Linked DNA regions of Pan troglodytes: region 2 is linked to region 1. A link is a contact called in public Hi-C data. All regions are on one chromosome and are shown on one strand. The core of a region is the stretch at or near the end of the contact, and the rest is flanking DNA. Distances in the headings are between cores, read along the strand shown. Region 1 has its middle 34 kb from the start of OSMR. Region 2 holds the start of GDNF (glial cell derived neurotrophic factor).

What was found. Hi-C and Micro-C count contacts between places; a contact is called where the count stands out from the background.
Region 2: a Hi-C map of stem cell-derived neural progenitor cells shows a contact between it and region 1, with 2.8 times the contacts expected there. The contact joins the promoter of GDNF here to the enhancer-like site in region 1. A contact is called at or near these places in 1 of 7 Hi-C or Micro-C datasets (stem cell-derived neural progenitor cells) and 1 of 1 datasets of contacts at active chromatin or transcription factors (stem cell-derived excitatory neurons).

The regions. Positions count from the first base shown.
Region 1 is chr4:73,984,443-73,991,804 of NHGRI_mPanTro3-v2.0_pri, reverse strand. No RefSeq gene overlaps it. Among named protein-coding and RNA genes, the nearest start is that of OSMR, 34 kb to the right of the region's middle. Within about 2 kb of position 3,119, at least 11 of the 24 cell types and tissues checked have an H3K27ac peak or open chromatin away from gene starts, as enhancers often do. A contact at or near this core is called in stem cell-derived excitatory neurons and stem cell-derived neural progenitor cells, where this site is marked.
Region 2 is chr4:74,951,322-74,958,683 of NHGRI_mPanTro3-v2.0_pri, reverse strand. GDNF (glial cell derived neurotrophic factor) reads right to left here and starts at 3,102. Exons shown (of 3, transcript XM_526944.8): 1 at 2,000-3,102.

The DNA of each region.
Region 1 (7,362 bases), core at 1,870-4,369:
GAGAACCTCCATGCTGGCCTGGTCTCGGCTCCTCCCACCTCCACCCAGCCCCCACCTCCTGGACGGCAGGCAGGGCAAACATCTATGCTCCACTCAACACACATGCATGAGGAGCATTCTTTCTTCCCACAAGGCAAATTTCATTTTTGCAGAAAATGCGTCTGACTCACTTTCTCCTCTGAGGGTTACGAGATGTCCTGCTATAGGTCACAAGTTCAGCTGAGTCATGAATGCTGAATTGCCAGCTGTGCTCATCCAATCATATTTAACATTCAGAAGTGCCATGAAACCCCAAACCCACAAAAACAACTTAACTGCAGGGCCCAGACCAAATCAGTAGCAGAGGGGGGTTTCAATGCTGTTCTGTCAGCCATTTTCCCCTGAACCCCAATCTTTACCCCCCAACCCTCTGGCCATCATGTCCTATCATCCTTCCCTCCTCTCCATCTTCTCTCTGTCTCTCTGTCCCTGCATTTCCAGTCTGGTTAAATCTGAGTTTCAGCCGGGCGTGGTGGCTCACACCTGTAATCCCAGCACTTTGGGAGGCCAAGGCGGGTGGATCACGGGGTCAGGAGTTCAAGACCAGCCTGGCCAACATGGTGAAACCCCATTTCTAATAAAAATACAAAAATTAGCCGAGCATGGTGGCGGGAGCCTGTAATCCCAGCTACTCGGGAGGCTGATGCAGGAGAATTGCTTGAACCCAGGAGGCGGAGGTTGTAGTGAGTGGAGATCGTGCCACTGCACTCCAGCTTGGGCGATAGTGTGAGACTCCGTGTCAAAAAAAAAAATCTGAGTTTCAATGTGCAGCGTGATTTATTCTCTTCCTCATGATTGCTGTCAATTCCTGGCTGCAGGAACAAGGATCTTGCCAACAATCCTGAGCCAGAGAGTTCTGAGCTCCCCACCCTTTCTTCCTGTCACCTTCCGATTCATTTCCTGCAAGCTGTGACCCTTTCTTGGGAACATTAATTAGCCATGATGCTTTTTTATCAGAATTCTAGGAAAATGATACCGGTATGACTCACACTTCTGCTGTTTAAACAGTATTTACTATATTTGAGTGCAGCAGATGAGCTTTTTGCAGGGTGCTTACTATATAGATTTATGACCTTCTATAACCATTCTGGGAAAGAAAGAAAAAAGCACGCATCAGCACCACTTAATGAGGTTTTACCATATCATTCAAACTTTTAGAGTGAAAACATATGGGATGCAATATCTTTAGATGATCTCATAAAAGCCTTTATTTAGGAATACAACACATTTCTTTCGTGAGGCTAGTTTTAAGAATGAAGTTAACACCACCCCCAGAGATTATATTCTACCATTCCTTGCTTGATAAGAGGGTGATTTTTACGATCTACACTGTAGCTATCTAAGGGATTTTACAATCTATGCAGTCATGAGCTGGATTAAATAAACTATGTAAATTTATGTGGACCAGGGTCTAAATTAATTCAGGCCAAAATAAATCAAACCTTAGCTAGACCATGATTTAATTAAAAATTGAAAATATGACTCATGGCACTTAAGTATACTGATGTTTACTGCCAAAAGAAGCATTGTTCCCGTGACAGAGATAAATGCAGGAAGGGCTGATAGATTCCTCAAGGTTGAAACAGAGATACTGAGATGGACATGGCATCATACACATTTCTACAATTGCTCAAATAAATATCTTTTGGATGAGTATCACAAGTGAACTCAAAATATAGTCATGAAAAATCCATAGATATATATGTTTTTATTCCCAGCTTCTTCTCTCTCTAATTTTGGAGTTTTTGTGTTTTTCTTCTTGTGACTATATATATGTCATATATATTCATATATACATTAATATATAATCTCTATATATGAATATGTTTTTTGTCAATTTTTAAAAGCTCTTCTCCTTCCCGTTTTGACTTTTATATATTACTTATGTATTTTCTCCCTTCTATTTTCTGGAATCTGTCCTCTGACTTGCAATGTTAAGAGCATTCCTACTAGTGTGTCCTGTGCTGTGCAGGTTTGCATGTTTATGAAGCTTCCTTCTTGGAATATATGGACGATCTTTCACCTGGCTGAGGCTCCTCCTCCTCTTGCGTCCTCAACAAGGACCCGCGGCCACTGTCAGGGCTGCCCTCAGCATGACGCGGATTTCAGGGAAGGCTGGGTAGGGTAGGAATGTGTTTGAACCCCAACCAGGACCCATGGGAGGACTACTATGTGGGTGTTTAGGCAGCTATCAGGACAGTATTTGAAATCCAGATTCTCCGGGGCATGCGGCCTTGGCCATCACGGATCTGGGGGACTCCCAGGCTGCAGACACTGCAGGCAGAAGGAAGCCGTGGTTCCTCCTGGAGGCGCGAAGGCAGTGAAGTCGCCTCCACTCCAGTGTTCTGCTCTTGCTCCCTGCAGCCCTCGCCGCCCCGCCCGGTCCACGACCAGCTCCTCCCTGGGGATCTCTCCGAGCAGTGCCATTTTGCAATTCATCCTCCAACATTTCCAAGTAAAGCTTTTCTGTCATATTTGTGTTCGGGGAGTCTCTAATGCTTTAAGGCAAAGAAGTCAGTAATTTGGAGCTTCAGGCCTCTAGCAGGGTGGGAAAGGGGATTCTCTTGCTAAGTCAGTAGGCGCCTGGGTGTCCTCCAAACCCCATAGGGCTTGTGGGACCTGTGCCACCCCTCCTACAACAGGGCCTCCTGTTCCTCCACAACAAGCTGGCTCTGTGACCTGCAGGATGGAGAAAGGTTGTCCTGGCCCCTGCCAGACTGGGAAACATCAGGGCTCTCAGGAAGGACAGGGATTTCCCCACACATTAACCTTGTGCAGGGGATTGGGAGGGAGTTGGTGCAAACCTTTGAATTATTGTCCCCTTCCTTTCACTCTTCAATATGAGCGTGAGCCTTCCTCCCCAAATACATGAACAATTTTTAGGAGACTTAGATAGAGAGAAACGCAATATTTAGGATCAAGTTTAAGATCCCCCAGAATTTCCCTCAAGAACGGCTAAAGCACATGGCCAAGAATCCCCTCACTACCAGCTGTGATCAATCAGGAGAGGGGAGGGGGCAGCTCCTAACACGACAGAGGCGAGTCTTGGCAAACGGATCTCATCTCCTGTGGGCTGGTCTGATCTTAAACTCCAAGGGAACCGCAAAGGCCTTTGTTCCTGCCTCACAGAAGGCGGCCGCCCGGGAAGCCGAGGAAGACCCATGCATTAGCCTATGGCGCCACCTAGCAAAAACAGGGGGTACTTAAGAAAGATGGAGCTGGGAGGTTGTGGGGTTTGTTTTGGATTGGTTTTTTTCCACAACCAGAAAAGGGGGTTTCCATTTCATTCACAGAGTTCTGGGAAATGGAATTTGTATAAAACATTTTTTGGTCATGATGGAAAACATTTATTTGACTCTAATGAGAGAATCTGACCCAAAGGCAATAGTAATCAAAACTTACGAGGACAAGTGCTTGATTCTCTGAACTTGTTTTTTTTTTTTTTTTTTTCTAGTAATAGCTGTGACTATGCAGTTTTTGCTTCAAAAAGAACTTGATTCTATCTTACGTTAAAGATATCTTAAGTTAAAGAGTTACTTCTGGGCGATGTCTTCATGTCCAGAAGGGAAGAGGGGCTCACCAAGGACACGGTGCTGCAGACAAACAAGTACGGTTGTGTCAAGGGACATTCTGACAATTTTATGATGTCACTTTGCCCCTTTTGGGTTCTGGAAAGTGAACTGTGGCTTCCCTGCTCCCACACATTAGCCCCATGAGGAGACACTTGGTGTACGTGCTGAAAATGCAGCACACCCGGCCGGGCACGGTGCCTCACGCCTGTAATCCCAGCACTTTAGGAGGCCGAGGCGGGCGGATCACCTGAGGTCAGGAGTTCGAGACCAACCTGGCCAACATGGTGAAACCCCATCTCTACGAAAAACATATAAAAATTAGCCTGGCATGGTGACAGGCGCCTGTAATCCCAGCTACTCAGGAGGCTGAGGCAGGGGAATCGCTTGAACCCGGGAGGCGGAGGTTGCAGTGAACCGAGATCGTGCCACTGCACTGCAGCCTGGGCAACAGAGTGAGACTCCGTCTAAAACTAGCATCCTAATAAACCAGTCATGTTTTTTGATCCTACCTGAAGCGGTCTTCGTTAATTAGCATAGCGTATTGTGCCTGCGTAGCAGCCCCCAATGGCAATTTCTTTTTGATACCTTCACATTGGCAGCAGAAATAGGAGCAGGTGTCCAGCTTTTAAAAATTCTTTTAGGAGGTGCAGCACACCAACATGGCACATGTATACATATGTAACAAACCTGCATGTGGTGCACATGTACCCTAGAGCTTAAAGTATAATAATAATAAAAAAAAATTCTTTTAGGAGAAAAGCATTCAAAAAAGTTTGAAGACCACTGCTCTATCTCAAATGGATGCTCAATTAATGCAGTTGACCAATTGATAACCAAGGTTTTTTTTGTTCACTTGCTTTTTCATGTATTACATTTTAAGTTTCTTAAGTGCAAGGATCCTGCCTGGCTACCCTATACTCCCAAACAGCAAGAAACTGTTATGTAATTTTAGATTAAACACCTAGACTATTTGAAAACTGGTACCTTTTCTTAATCATAGTAATATGACCAAGAGTCATATTATTAGTCAATTGAACTGACACTATAGGCAAATAAAAACAAGAATTAATTTTTGGAGCCATCTTTGAAGGGCTAGCCTCTGTGTATCGTCATTGACTCTGGTCTATTATTCTATTCAACCAATGCCTCACAAGAATCAAGTTACAACACAACATTATGAACAGCCCATTTCTTAGGATATGGCAAACCGATGCCTTTTCCCGCAAGGCGAGTGCCTAAGGAATTTACCAGAAAGACTTTGACAGTGATTAATGTCAGTGAAATAGCACTTTATTGTTAGAAGACATGGGATACATATCAACATACAAAACTTAAAGCGGAAGCCAAAGTGCAATGCTTCCTTGAGCTTCATTGACCAAGATAAATGAGGTCGTGCTCAGGCACTGGTGGTGGGAAAAATGGCTTGACAAATCTGCTATGTCCAGTATCTCCAGGCTTCACGTGGCTTTTTATTTATGCCTAATTAAACTGCAAAAAAAGGAATATTAATTTGATTTGAGAGCAGAGTAGTCTACATCTTCCTATTTTTTATGTTCATCCTGCACCCATATTTGTATAATCACACATTCTCATCTGAATTGGATCAAGAGTCTTTGTTCTGAAAAATTATTACAAATTCTTTATGGATAAGAAGACATGGATAGCCATACTAAAGACCAAAGACTTTTTTGACTGCTGTATTCTATAGCATTTGCTTTCAGGTCTGATTGCAATGTTTTGTACTAAGCACACCAGAAATACAAACTTCACTGGAATTGCAATAGCAATTCACTGTACTCATGTAATAGTAATAGCAATTCCTGAGATCTTCTGATTTTGGAACAACCCTTTGTAGGTGAAAACTCTGTTCATGGCAATTTGAGCATAAACTCTCTTTCCATATTGTTGTTAAATTTTGATGTACTGGAGCTGGGAAAGAAGCACCAACTTCATGCAACTCCATGCCAAGCCAACCCCCTGCCTCTGATATGCCACAATGATCTGATGAATTATAATGCTCTACATATGATCTACTTGGCTGCAAAATGTTATCAGGTATATAAGCACATACACTTGGAGGCACATGACTTTATGTATTTAATATAATCCTAATAGAAATTTCCATGAGCTTCTCAGGAACCCTGGCAACTAATCCCAAAATGAATATGAAAGAGCCAAGGACCAAGAAAAGACATGACACTCAAAAAGAAGAACCCTACAGGAGATCTTGTCCTCCAGATATTACAATTGTTCTAGGGCTATAGCAATTAAGATAGTGTGGTATTGGGATAAATCATATAGATGGGCCAGGGCAACAGAATATAGAATCCAGAAACATAACACACATGCATAGAAATTTTTTTTTCCTGGAGCTGGCATTGCAGACACTTGGAGGAAATATTAATTATTTCAATATGTGGTTATGGGGAAAACATATTACTCATGTGTTAAAAAAATAAAATTGGACCTCTTATATCACACAAAAAGCCAATTTCTGGTGTATTAAAGACTTAAATTTGAAAAGCAAAATTACAAAACTTATCAAAAATTAATACACATTGATAATTTTATAGCTTCCTAGTTTATAAAGACTTTCTAAATATGTATATTATAAATAGAATGATTCTTAAAATGAGATCAACCACATTAAAATTAAGAATTTACGTTCCTTAAAATGCACTGTAATGACCAACCTGGGAAACAGTAGGATGCCGTCTCTACAAAAAATTAAAAATTAGCTGGGCATGGTAGTACACACCTGTAGTCCCAGCTGCTTGGGAGGCTGAGGTGTGAGGATCGCTTGAGCCTGGTAGGTCAAGGCTGCAGTGAGCCATAATCGTGCTACTGCACTCCAGCCTGGGCAAGAGTGAGAGCCTATCTCAAAAAATAAAAAATAAAAATAAAAGACACTGTAATGAAAGTAAAAAAATAAGTGTCAGAAACTGGGAGAAGGCACTCATAACATAGAGAATTAAGCCCCAGAATATACAAAGAACTCTATAAACCTGTAAGAAAAAAATGAACAATCCAACTGATGAATGAGCAGAAATGTTACATGTGTGTTTCAGAGAAGAGAAAGAAATGGCAACAAATACATGGAAAATGCTCAGTCTTACTAGAAATTGGGGAGAAATTAGAACAGCAATGATCAGATGCCATTTTATATTTACCACACACACAAGAAGTAAGAATCCTGACAATACCCGATGTGACTGAGAATGTGCAGCAGTAGTTACACCACTTTGGAAAATAAGTTGGCATCATTTAGTAAATACAAAAAGTAGCTGAACTCTCTGACCCAGAAATTTCACCCCTAGGTATATTCCCTAGAGGAATTCTTGCACTGTTTACTAGGAGGCATGTAAAAGAATGTTTATACCAGCACTGTTTGTAATTGGAGAAAAAAAAAAAACTGAAAACAGACCAAATGTTGATTAACAATGGAATAAATTGTGGTGTATTCACAATGAATACATCAATGAATAAATAAAAAAGCTACAGATGGCTGGGTGTGGTGGCCCATGCCTGTAATCCCAGCACTTTGGGAGGCCAAGGCGGACAGATCACCTGAGGTCAGGAGTTCAAGACCAGCCTGACCAACATGGTGAAACCCCCTCTCTACTAAAAATACAAAAATTAGCCAGGAATGCTGGTGGGCACCTGTAATCCCAGCTACTTGGGAGGCTGAGGCAGGGAGAATTGCTTGAACTCGGGAGGCAGAGGTTGCAGTGAGCTGAGATTGTGCTGCTGC
Region 2 (7,362 bases), core at 1,853-4,352, 970 kb before region 1:
TCGCAGAAGCAGCCGCTCGCCGCGAGGCACTTCTGAGTTCCCGGCAGCAGGGGGCACCAGAAACCGTCTGAGCCGTGTCGCGCCCACGCGGCCCGGAGGCTGTGTTATCATTTTGGTTATAAAACCGGAGAACCACCACTGCCTCTACGAGCCTCCCGAAATCCCATTAGCCCGGGAACCTGTGGCGGTCCTTACCGGCATCTCTGCTTTTCAGGCTCCCACCCTTCCATTCTCGCTGGTTTTCCTCTCCCCACTTCACCTGAGCGGGTTTCTTGGCAACCTGCTTTCAGACCATCCCCCACCCCTTCCACGCGTCACCGTGACAGCTTCGCAGGAGGCAGCGCTCCCGCCGTCAGTGCCCCCGCACCTTCTTGTGCCTGGCAGGCTGGGAGGTTTGTTTGGGCTTTGCCTTCAAGATCCAGGTCTCAGAGAGAGAAAAAGGAGGCGGTGGGGCGGGGAGACGGGTTTGCTATAAACTCGTTTTTTTTTGTTTTTTTTTGGCGGGGGGAGGTAGAGACAGAAATTGCTGGAAGATCTATTGCTTTTCTTAACTATGCTTCGTGTCCTTGACTGACAGAGGACTTATTCTCCCCTCAACCCCCCATAACTGCGGGGCCCAAGATGAGGGAAGGAAAAAGAATTTGGGACACTTCTCGCAGGCAAACTGGGAAAGCGGTCTGACTGTTTAAAGGGCCGGGTTTCAGGCCCGAGAGCACCCGAATTGCTAGCGGGAAAGGGCTAGGGACACGGCGGACTTCCCAGAGATCGGACACTTGTTACTTGTTGAAAAGGCGCCACCTTCCCTGACAAAGCGAAGGCGCAGCGAAACAGTACGAGTTTGGTCGAGGCCGGCTTTGACGGCTTTGCGGGACTGGGTGCGTGAATGAGGTTGGAAGAAACATCTCTTCCTTGAAATACCTAAGCATATATTCCAAATACTGAGCAAGAGTCGAGCGCGTTCTAACATCTCCGCAGCAGGGGCCGGAAGAGTTGCCTTTGTCCCCGCCTATGAGCAGAAGGGTCGCGAGCTCTGGGATGGGTAAGCCCCCCGGGGGCGCGCACAAGGGTCCTGGCGGCGGATTCTACCAAAGCCGAAACTAGCTGGGCCCCAGGAAGCTGGCGGGAACCCGCGAAAGTCCGTTTCCAGCCCGAAGAGGGTTCGTTTTTCTTCGTTGGGGCAGGAAACAAACCACCAGCGCGGAATTAGCCTCGAGGTGGTGTAAAGTAGTGGCAGTGGTGGTGGGGTGTTTTTGGAAGGCGGCACAGAGTACAGGAGAAAAAGGGGTCATTAAAATAATAACCTCAATGGCCTAGTGGAGTCTCAAGAATACGTTCGAGACAGAGATTTGAATCCAGGACTGGCAAGAAAGCCCCTCTCCTAACCTCGACGGGGATGGTTAGTTGGGGTGGAGGGCGTTAGGAACGTGCAGGCAGCCGGGTGAGGAATGTAGCTTTGCCCCACCTCGCCCGGAGGAGGTGAGCCCTCCATTTTTAGGTTCTCAGCACCTTTGCAGCAGCCCCTCCCCCGGCCTGCGCTTTTCCTTGGCACAGATCAAAACAAGCTCAATAGTAAGTTGCACTCTTGGCAATGATAGTATCTCTGCACGTCCAGAGAGGACACATTTCGACGGCGGTGGGTTCGAAGATGACCCAAGCCCTGAATCGTTCTGTGACTTGACGGAAGAGCGCCTGGCCGAGTCGGGGAAGGAAACTGCCCCTCTTGGGCATTCCGGGTCCAGGCGCATCTGGGGCTCCACAGATCTTTGCCCACGTGGAAAAGGCAACATGCCCCTCCGAAAGGCCGGCCTCCCTCCGGTTCTACTTTTCTCTCTCCTCGCATAGCTTAGGGAACTCCCTCTAGTCTTTCCACTTTCTACTCTCACCGTTTGCTCTGGGGTCCAGACGCACCCCTCTGACTAGGGCGCCCTTCAGCCAGCCGCACCCACCCGCGACGCAGGCACCACCCGCTCCCTGCTCCCCGGCCCGCTCCCTCACTTACCTCGGATCGGGTCTCCGCAGACCCCAGGTTGGACATTAACTCCAGGTGCCCCAAGTCCCAGCCAGGAGACCCATCCGGGCTGATGGCTGGAGCGCGGAGCCCCGCCCAACAGGTCAGGGGCAAGAGTTCGCAATCCTGGGGTCGCGCGGGGCAGAAAGGGCGCGCTGGAGGCGGCGGCCAAGACTCCCGCCGCCGCCGCCGCCAACAGGGCGAGGGCTGCCGGCAACTCTCCCGCCGGGCCCCCGCACCCCCAGAAGCCGAGGTCCGAGCAGCCGCCGCTGCTTTGGGTGGGGGGCTGACAGGGCTGCGCGCGCCGCGCTCTTGGCTGGAGCTGCGCGGGCCCGGGGCGCTGCGGGCGGCTCAGCGGCAGCTGCCGCGCTCTGCGCCTCCTCTGGGCGCACTGCCTGGGAGCACGAGACTGGCTTGTCTGATGCTGCTGCCGGAGCTGAGGTCTTGCCTGGAGATCCGAACGAGACACCACGTCAACCGGCGCGGGGAGTCCCGTGAAGACATGAGGGCGCCAGGAGCGCAGGCTGGTCTTCTAGAGCCCGGGCTGGGGGGCCGGGGTCCGGGGTGGGGGAGGGGAGGCGCGGGGCCCCGGGAGGGAGGGGTCGGGAGGCGTCGGCTGGGCCTGGCGGTGGGGGAGGAGAGGGGAGCAGCGAGGAGGCCCTGGAGTTCCCGAGGCGGGGGGCCGGGGTGCGAGTGGGCGACGCGAGGCGCCCCTCCCTGGGCTGCAGGGAGAGCGCTGAGAGCGTGGAGACGCCGCGGGGCTAGCGCCTTCTCCTCTCCGGGTGGATCAGAAATCGAGAGGAATGTGCGGCGCTCTGCGCGGGCCAGCCGAAAGGGGCAATCCGAACTTGACCGCGGCGCCCGCGCCGGGCTTTGCCCCCGCGCGCCGCACTGGGAGGGTGGCGCTCTGCCGGTGCAGGGCAGCTCTGGGCTTTCCTCGCGCCTGTCGAAGGCCGGCCTTCCCGCTCGGGTGTCTCGCCCTCTCGCTTCTCCGCAGGGCAGGAGGCAGTGGCGAGAAAAGGAGCTGCCGGCCGGAGTTCTAGCACCGAGAAGGAGAGGTGCGGAGCGGCCGGGTGAGGGAAGCCGAGTATTTGCCAGGGGACGCTGCGAGTGGGGATGAATTTATAGGGCTCTCACTCCGTGACGTGCCCTCCAGTGGCTTTTCTGATTCGCTTTCTGACCTAAACACACATTAGTTTAGTCCCCATGCTAAGGCCAACACGGTCTCCAAATATCTGCTGGCTGAAGTCAGAGGCTTTGCATATCATGTATTACATGGCAGGCAATGAAGAAGGCTTCTGAGGCTGGCCGGCTCCTCAGTCCTAGGCTCCATTTTCATGCTGTTGTAATCTAATACCAGACATGGGGTAGGCACATACATTCAAAATCCCAATTCCAGAGGCGTAAGATCACTTTATCAGGAACGGGTTAGGGGAGGTTGAGTTAAACCTGCTTTTATCCAGATTTTCGAAAATGCAGATGGGAAACTTCAGCAAGCGCCCACTTGGGTGCTGAGTTTCCAGCGATCAGGGGCCCGGCCCCCATTCCAGAGCTCTGTGGATGGGAGAGGTGAGACCTTCTGGGCATTCCTTTTGTTGGTTAGTTCACCACCAGAAGCTGCCTGAGCCTTCTTTTGTAGAGGACAGGAGGAGGGCAAGTCCTTACACACCCTGTGCATGGCTATAACCATAAATACATTTCATTCACATGGGGCATGGAATTGGCTGTACCTCTAAAATAATGTACTAAATAGGGCATGTCTTTGCTAAGCAGAAACCTGTTTTCTGGAAGCCATTGGACCTGAATTCAGTGGGACCTCTTTTATTTTATTAGCTGGGGCCAGGGAAAGTGTAAACAGGCTCAGTTTACGTCCATGTACCTCTTATTTTATGACTCATCCGGTTGTTGGGGAGTATGTGTTCTTCAAGTAGCTGATACAGACAATAGGCAGGGGAAATGCGTGTGGCAGTGTGGGGGGAAGATCATGTATTATTAAACTTCTTAAAAGTCAAAGATCAGCTACTTTGCAGGTTTGTCAGTGAAGCGAGTGTGGGAGGAAAATTGTTCTTACTAACGTTGCTGTGATTTAAGATTAAGCGAAGTGAAAATCGAGTCATCCAAACATACCTTAGCTGAAATTAGGATGCTCTCTGCAGTTCTGCAGAAAATGACATTTCCCTCTTTGATAGATTTATGGTAGAAATGTAGTTAGATTCAGAAATTAGAGGGCAGAATAAGCTTAATATATTTATTGCCGTTTAGCATTGTTTTTGGAATTTGAAGACGACCCTCATCAATGTTCTTAGTCTGAATGATTTCTTTATTTTTAGAGGGCTTTTTGCTGGGGATGATCAGCCCGTCCAAGCACCTGCAAATATCTAGCACTTGCTGTGTGCCAGGCAAAGTGCTAGGCCCTGGGCATTGTGCTGATTGGGCTTTTTTTTTTTGGGCGGGGGGCAGGGGTTGCAAGGAACAGATACCACTGAGGTTTACCCTCAGTAATGGGAATTTACTGTGGAAGGAAGGCTGACCGGAATCTCCACCATTCCGCCACATGTCTCCGAAAAGCCTTCCGGAAAGGCCACCCAGCCAGGCCTCACGAAAACTGGATTGAAGTTCAGGAACTGGAAGGTCATTCAGGATACAGCTCTGTGACTGGGTTATCTCGCTGCCCCCTCAGCAGCAGGCATCTGCCGATCCCCACTAACGGCTTAGCCGCCAAGGTGATTCAGCTCCTCTCTCGCTGTTTTCCCCTGGGTGTCCTTTGGCTTCTGCTCCTGCTACCAACTGCTCAGCTCTCAGTTGATCTCACATTTAAACTCCTTTAGTGAAAGGATCTAGTTTGTCCTGCTAGGGATTCACCAGGGGTGAGAGTTGGACTGAGCCTTTGTATCAGTCTCCTTACAGGTTGCAAAACACCCTGTATATCCGCAGACCTGGGGGCAGGTGCCTATTCTGGGCCAATCATTCACGTCCAGGTTGTTGGCATCACAGAGTACACAGCCTGGCCACCTTTGCTTGAGATACTTCCTAGAGTTCCTCCCCACATTCCCTCCACAGCGGATGGTCCCTCAGAAGGAGGTGGGTTAATGGTAGGCACTTTGGGTTTTGACAGTCCTCTCCCAGCCCTTCAGAAACTACCACTACAGAGAGGGAGATATGCCCATGAGTATTGATGGTATAAAGTGATAAATACTCCAACAGAAGTATATATGAGACTCATGTCCTGGAGTCTGATTTTCACATGGCCAGTGAAACACTGGGGAGATTTCAAAAAATACCCAGACCTGTAGGCTGGAAGTGGTGGTGGCTCACACCTGTAATCCCAGCACTTTGGGAGGCTGAGGTGGGTGGATCACTTGGGGTCAGGAGTTTGAGATCAGCCTGGCCAACATGGCGAAACCCAGTCTCTACTAAAAATAGAAAAATTAGCTGGTTGTGTTGGTGGGCACCTGTAATCCCAGCTACTTGGGAGGTTGAGGCATGAGAATTGCTTGAACTTGAGAGGTGGAGATTACAGTGAGTAGTGATTGCACCACTGTACTCCAGCCTGGGTGACACAGTGGGACTCTGTCTCAAAAAAAAAAAAAAAAAAAAAAAAAGTCCCAGACCTAGGCCTTGTTCAGGGCAATTAAATCAGAATCTCTTGAAGGGTGGAGCTCAGGAGTTGATTTTTCAGATGCTCCCAGGTTAATGAATTGGCTTTATCTTTTCCCAGTGGTTGCAATCATCTTATGATTCTTTTTGAAAGCAAAATGAAGAAGCCCTATTTTGATAGGTTCTAAGACTAAGACTCTTCCAAAACATTAAATTCCTTTCAAAATACAAAGTATCTTAAAACAGTAATATAAAGGAAAATGTTAAATTTAATTTAGAATTAAAGCAAATATTTCTAATTTTGAAAGAACATTTATTTACATGGCTACAGCATACAGATGAATTCAGCAAAAGTTCCTTCTGAAGTGACTGCCTTGAATAGAGTTAAGATGGGAAGCAAACATTTGGTGTCTTGGGAACAAGGGGATGGCCTGATGTCACAGTCTCATGCCCCCATAAGCTGAAAGTAGGGAGCCCCACAGCTCCGAGGCTCCAGCTTCTCTGTTCTCAAGGAAACGGAACAGTTTGATTTGAAGCTGTTCCTCAGCGAAGTCCAGAAGGGAAGAATTTGCAGCACCGACTCTGCTCTCAATAGGCAGAACATCCTCTGATAAAGCAACAACAGCAACGTACTGCTAAGGATTCTCACATTGTCCCCAGATCTCAGCTTTTTATCTAGGAAGCCCTGCCTGAGAATCAGAGAGAACAAACATTGTTCAAGCCTCCCATCTCCTCTTTGAGAAAAAAGGTTCGAAGCCCTGCTAATTTCCTATTTCATCGCTATCGTCCTCTTCACTGGGATTTCTTGTGAGTCTCTAACTGAAAGTTGTCTAAATGATCGGTGCAATTTGTGCCCAAGGATCTTACAGTCCTTGGGAAGAGAAAACACAACCATAAAATGATGAAAAATAATACAGGGTATTATAAGGTTATGGAACTCAAACTAGCCCTTGATTGGAGTAAGTAAGCAGAGAGGAGGTGGGGGTGAGGGGACATTCCAGGCTGGCTGAAAGGGTCGCTGGAGGAGACTGGATGCTAGGTACTGCCACATTCTTGCTCAGCCTCTGTGGCCCTGTAGGGCTGCAGCCTGTAGACATGATGGGGTGGGTGGGTCAGCTTTTGGCCATTCACAGAGTCCTTGGCGAGCTCCCAGTGGGGCTTTGCAGCTGCTTTGACTATGAGGGCCAGGACCCCGGTCCCTGGACTGCCTCATAACTTGGGTCGTGAGGGCTGAAACAGAATCCATCACTTAAGCAGGGCAATTTCCTTTTCAAAGTCACAGCTTTATTGGACCGCGATTTGTTCCATGCTTGCTTGCTTTTTAACAGCCATTTTCACGAATGATCCTATTACTCATGAAGGAAAGATAGATTTGCCTTCAGACCACTTAAAAAAAAGTGAAAAGAAAAAAAGAAAGGGGAAAAATTCACTGTAATGGCCTTTTTGCAAGTAGTGGGAAGTGACAAATTCTTTGGAGTAAATCGTTTCTCATAAGAAATCAATCCTGACATTGGCAAGGGAGATTTATCAGTGATTTCCAGCAGTTTCTTTCATTAGGATCAAATTGTCTCATTGTCCACTAATTTTGTTTTTGGCTCTTGAAATTACTTTGTGAAATTTCTCTTTTCCAGAGATAAAACTTCAATCAGGTGAGAGTGTTGCGGCAGACTTTCTTACTATGCAAATGGTCTGATGGCTTAGGTCTGGGGTTAGCAAACATTTTCTGTAAAGATAGTAAATATTTTAGGCTTTGCAGG